Regions from separate parts of the Sus scrofa genome. Here region 1 is linked to region 2. A link is a contact called in public Hi-C data. All regions are on one chromosome and are shown on one strand. Each heading gives the region's core, a stretch centred on a gene start, on an enhancer-like site or on the middle of the called end of the contact. The rest is flanking DNA. Distances are from core to core; before and after follow the strand shown. Region 1 overlaps HOMER2 (homer protein homolog 2). Region 2 holds the start of HOMER2 (homer protein homolog 2).

What was found. Hi-C and Micro-C count contacts between places; a contact is called where the count stands out from the background.
Region 1: a Hi-C map of liver shows a contact between it and region 2, with 4 times the contacts expected there. The contact joins the enhancer-like site here to the promoter of HOMER2 in region 2. A contact is called at or near these places in 4 of 47 Hi-C or Micro-C datasets (embryonic fibroblasts, fetal heart ventricle, heart right ventricle and 1 more) and 1 of 2 datasets of contacts at active chromatin or transcription factors (skeletal muscle).

Annotation. Positions count from the first base shown.
Region 1 is chr7:52,092,731-52,095,430 of Sscrofa11.1, reverse strand. HOMER2 (homer protein homolog 2) reads right to left here. Exons shown (of 9, transcript XM_001927296.5): 8 at 2,206-2,286; 9 at 1-1,034. The coding sequence ends at 846. Among named protein-coding and RNA genes, the nearest start is that of WHAMM, 46 kb to the left of the region's middle. Within about 2 kb of position 1,375, at least 24 of the 83 cell types and tissues checked have an H3K27ac peak or open chromatin away from gene starts, as enhancers often do. A contact at or near this core is called in liver, where this site is marked.
Region 2 is chr7:51,999,825-52,002,524 of Sscrofa11.1, reverse strand. It overlaps HOMER2 (homer protein homolog 2), which reads right to left and starts at 1,272. Exons shown (of 9, transcript XM_001927296.5): 1 at 897-1,272. The coding sequence starts at 901.

The DNA.
Region 1 (2,700 bases), core at 126-2,625, 93 kb before region 2:
CTCAGGGCCACCTGAGCCAGTCCGTGAGGTGGACCACAAAGTCACATTCATGCCTGATAATGACCCAGGGCACCAGAGCAGTGGACTGTTCACCAGGAGCTTGATGGGGGGGGGGGGGGTTGATTAAAACACTAAATTCTGTTTATATGTTTAATTGAACAAATATTTATTAAGCACCTACTTTGTGCCAAGCACTGTGCTAGGTACCCTTACCACGTGCTGTCCCCACAGCAGGGTCATCTGCTCAGAAATGAAAACCCAGAAAAGGAACATTGTTGCAACCCTACAAACCGGGGTGGGGGACAGGGGGGAGGGAGTGGATGCAGGTGATTCCTGCGCCAGAAATCGCACTCATCAGAAACTTGTTTTCCTTCTCTGGACAAACCTCTCCTAAGTGGTGGCTGTAAAGCATCTCTACACACAGAGGGAAGCTTCTCTCGCCTCGCCCCACACACGCGTGCCTGGCGGACGTTCGCATACTCTGGACGCTACTCAAAAGGAGCTGGAAAGGGTATTCATATTTGGATTAGAAAATACTTTTTTTTTTTTTTTTTCAGTTCTTATGGTTGCAACAGCCCTTAAGAAAGATAGAAACATCCCTGCCCTGACTGCGTAAACGTTTTAAGGTAGACCTAGTTCTGGATTCCTGAGTCAGCATCGTCCAGGCGTCCACAACCCCGCCAGGCCAGAGAAGCGAGGGCGGATTTCGATTCTGGGGAGGAGAGAGTGGACGGCGTCCCCCGGTTTGGAAACACGACAAACGGCGCCTGCGTTTACAGAAGCCACGCGAACAGGAGGAGGTCCTAGTGCTACCAGCTCACGCGCACCCCAGGGACTCCCGAGCCCTAGTTGTCGGCGCCCAGCTTGGAGAGGCCCCGGCGGAAGTCGTGCAGGTCGTCGATCTTCCCGTCTAGCACCTCCAGGAAGCTCTTGAGCTCCACCTTCAGGTGGCGCTGTCGGTACCTGCTCTCCTCGATGTCTGTCTTCAGAGACCGCACTTTGTCCTCCAGGTTCTGATTGTCTCTCTCGGCCGCCTGAGCAAAGCGAGAGAGAAGGGGCTGGGCTACCGAGCGGTAGGAGCCCCGCTGAGACCCAGGACAGCCGGACTGTGCGTCCCCGCGGGCCCGCCTCCACGGAGGTGTGACATCCCCGGGCAGCAAGCCTATGCTCTCTGGTCCCCGCTGTTCTCCCCCGCGGCCGGTGCCAATGGGCGGGGCGCATTGCCCAACATCTGGCCTAAAAATCGATGTTCCCCGCTCCTGGCCTCAAACGGAAGGCAGAACTGCCTAAAGGACGCCTCCTGCCCAAAGGAGCCTGCTGCTAAGCGACACTGTCCCAAGTGCCCAGCAGAGGAATTCTGAAAGCCTAGCACACCGGCTTTTCAGCCCCAGCCCCAGGCTGGTCAGCAGAGGGCCCCCTTTGGGTTCTGATCTGAGACAGGGAGAAGCAGCACAAAGAGGAGAGTGACTTGATGCTAGGGGTCACACAGGGAAGGCGAGGCCTCCTCTGCCCCAGGCCAGCCCCAGCCCCAGCAAGGGAGGACTGGCCCGGCCAGACACAGGGACAGTGGGTCTGTGCACTGGCTGTCCTGCGGGTGCCGTGGAGACGTTCAAGCTCCCGGGGGCCGGACTGCTGTGCGTCCTTCCATGAGGCTCAAGCCCTACTCTTCATACCAACCAAGAGCTTCCATCTTTTGGGTACAAGACGAGATTTTGTGAACATGTGTAAAGGAACCAGTACTAATACTGAATTGGGAACCTGAACAAAGTGCTCTTTGAAGCAAGGAGACCCTCCAAGGTGAAAATGGAGCTGAAGAGACTCCTTTCCTTTTATGGTCAGAAATCTGATGCTTGCAAATGGGGGGCCTGCCTAAGGACATGTCCAAGGTCACCGGGTGGGGAGATGGAATAGCCCTCGGGTCTCATGCCCTCAGCCCTCCCTTCTGTCATTTGCTTCTCACCCTTCTGTGGTTCTGTAGGGACGTCTATGGGTGGGAAACAATCACCCACACCACGTTATACACAGGATACCTTCGTGCAAGGGGATGAGCCAAGAGACAAACGCCAGGGGGCAGAGCACACAATCACCCTGGCTTTTTAGGAACACAAAGTCACTTGTCCTTAGCCAGCAAGGCGTGAAAGGGAGGGGCCTCAAAGAACGGGGTAACCCGACAGATGCCAAGGGGGATGTGTTCCCCGTCCTTACCTCTAACTTCTCAGAGACGTACTCACACTCTGACATGAGCTGAGGTATGATTTCACTTTGTTTTCGGAGGTCTTTCAATTCCTGCAGGAGACGGAAATTTGAAAAGAATGTGAAAGCACGTCAGATAAACACGTATTCTTGAAAATCCCCAACCTGTGCAGCTTTTGGAACCAGTGTTGTCTGCGTAAATGATAAGATGACAGTGCTTAACACACATCAGGTAATTCCAGAGGCTGAGTAGGTTACGTGCGTTCATGCCCCAACTCTGTACCCCGCCAGGCATGGCGAGGTCTTGGTATGATTCTTGCTCTGCAGATGGGGAAACCAAGGCTGAGAGAGGACCGGCTCCTTGCCCTGGGTCTCCATCCTCTGTGTACTGAGCTGCCCAGAAAATAAATGACTGTGTGACTGGGGGTTCGGGCAGCACCGGAGAGCAGATTTCAAATTCTGATGAGAGACCATCTACAAAAAGTCTCCAAGTGTTTTTGCAAAAGT
Region 2 (2,700 bases), core at 23-2,522:
GATGGGCTCAAACCCTCATCAGTTGCCCAGCCTGGGAGAAGGTACCCAACCACTTCAGGCCTCGGTTTCCGCACCTGTGAAATGGGCAGAACAACCATTCCCTGAATATGCACAGCGCATCATCAATATGCGCTCACATCAGGAAGCAGATGTAAGGAGTTAATTGTGTTATTAGCACCGCGGCTCCCTGACTCACAGCACCTACTGCTCAGAGAGACGCCAAGGAGAAATCAATCCTGCTTTTTAAATTACTTTATATACTCAGAAGCATTAGTCACTTCGACAGAGTACTTCAACTTCTCTGAGCATCTACTCAGTTGTTTCAAAGACTGAAGCCTTACCTTGACTCCTCGCAGACTTCCATCATCCTCAGCCATCTCAAAGCAGACTCAAAGTCCACTATTCCTACGCTGAGATTATTATTACGTGGTTTGTTCCCTTTCCAGGAAAACTTCGATTTCCATTTTGTTTGTAATAAACCCAATTGTAGAGAAAGACAAACTGCTTCTTGGACTCCCAAACACAGGCCCTGGAGTTGATCGCGTCCGGAGCAAGGGGACCGCGGAATGGCCGAAGCACCGAGGCCGGCCAGGGTGCCTGTCCCCGCCCGGTGCCCCAGCGGCTGGGCTGCTTCGGAGGAGAAAGGCCACGGGTGCGGGGCTGAAAGTCCGCGCTCAGGCCAACGTGTCCCTGCCCCGTGCCCGCGAGCCCGGGCAGAGGGCGCGGGGTCGGGCGGCCCCAGGCTCTCCGGAGCCGGCTGCGCCCCGACTTCAGGCTCCCGGCTCGGGGCGCAAGGGCCCGCCGGCTCGCTGGGCTCCGAGCGGGGAGACGCGATCCGCGGCCCCGCAGCCCCTCTGGGGCTGCGCGCGGGGCGCGCGCGGCGCGGGCTCACTCACCCCATCTCCGGCGCTGCTCCGGCGGCCGCTCCGACGGGGCCTCTCGCGCTCGCTCTCCGCCCGCTCTGCAGCCGCTCCCGGCGCGGCACATGCGGCGGCCCGTGCGCGCCCGGCTTAGCCCCGGCGCCGCTCCATTCCGCGGGGCTGCGCGGCTGCCGCTGCCGCCGCCGCCGCCGCCGCCACCAGGCGCGGGCGGGCGGGGGCTGGGCCGCCGGGGGCTGGGCGGCCGCGCTCGGGCGGCGCCCGCCCCGCCCCGCTCCCCCCGCCCAGCTCCTTACGTAACCTCGTGGCCCCCGGGCCGCGGCGCCCAGCCTAGGGGCGGGGGGCGCGGCCGTGTGCGCGTGGTCCCTCGGCGCCCCTGCTGGGTCGTGCGCGCCTCTGGGGCAGCCCCTTTACGTTTAGGTTTGGTCATTGGCGCGCCCCCGCCCCTTGCCCACCTGGGGGCTTGGCGCCGCGCCTCAAGCGAGCATCCGGCCTGTGGGACTGAGTCCGGCTCGCAGCTGCGGGGGGAGGGGGCGTGGGCCTGGGGCGACGCTTAGTTTGCAGATGCGGGAAGGATGCCCCCAAGAGAAGAAGCGATTTGCCCAAGGTCACACATTCAGATCTGAGCTCAAGGTCTTCAGAATCTGAGATTGGCAGGGCCCCCTGTCGGTCCTTGAAGCCCAGTTATATTTTGCTGTCCATTGCCAGGTGTGGGTGGTTCAGGGTACCCCCGCCAAGAAATTCTGGAAACCATCGTGGCAGGGAGATCCTACACCCACAGCAGGTGTTCTGGGTTCTTCTCTGGGTAAAGATAGGATAGAGGTTCCCAACTAGAGGGTAATCGCTTTTCAGGTGGCTTAATCACCTTGGCTTAGAACAAGGGAAATGGAGATGGCAAAAGTGGAGCTTAAAGAAGAGCAGTCTCTTAATCCCCTTTCTGCACATCAGGTCCTGATCCCCTCCTAAAGGCCAGCAATGGGACTAACCTAACCTTCATCCTCTTTCTGGGCCTTTCACGGGATCATTTTCTGCTGAGAATATACTGCTCACCTGAGCCTGGGCAGTATTTTTTTTTAACTCGGGACAGTTAAAAAAAAAAAAAGTCAAGGAACAAGCCTATGGAGCAGGACTACCACTCCAACCTTACCCTCATCTCTCCTGGGACCCCAACTTGGCCTTAACCCTCAAGGTCTCCTCGTGGGGCTAGCAACCCCTATGTGTATTTTTCTCAATTACAAATCTGATCATATCGCTTTTCTTAAAATCCTGCAGTGGTTTCCCTCCCACTGTCTTTGGGATGAAGACAAGATACAGACATGCCTCCAAAGCCTTGCCTGTCGTGCCTCATCGCCCTCTCCAGCCATTTCTCCCTCATTCTTGCCCTTTGCTTTTTCGCCATCTGGCCGCCCTCTCTTCAGCCCATGCTGTTCCCTCAGCCTGGGAAGATTTTTTCCTCTCTTGTCTCTGACACCCCACCTCCCTTGCCTAGTAAATTTCTACTCATTTTCAGATCTCTGTTAAACTGTCACTTCCTTGTGGAACCTTTACTGCATGCCCCAGACAAGACTGTGAACTCTTGTACTTTCTCTTCATTGCACTTAACTGTTTGTAACCTATATTTGTGAAATTATTACTTTACTGTAGTCTCTCAGGCACATGTGCACACTCTAAGAAGCCATTTTTACCCATCATTGTATCTCCAATGCCTAGAATTGTGGCGGAAAGTCCTCCATAAGCATCTGTTGAATGAATGAATTAGCCAATAGGCCAGGCCACGGATACTCTGAATTGGTCAGGGTCTGTAAGCACAGATGAATCTGTT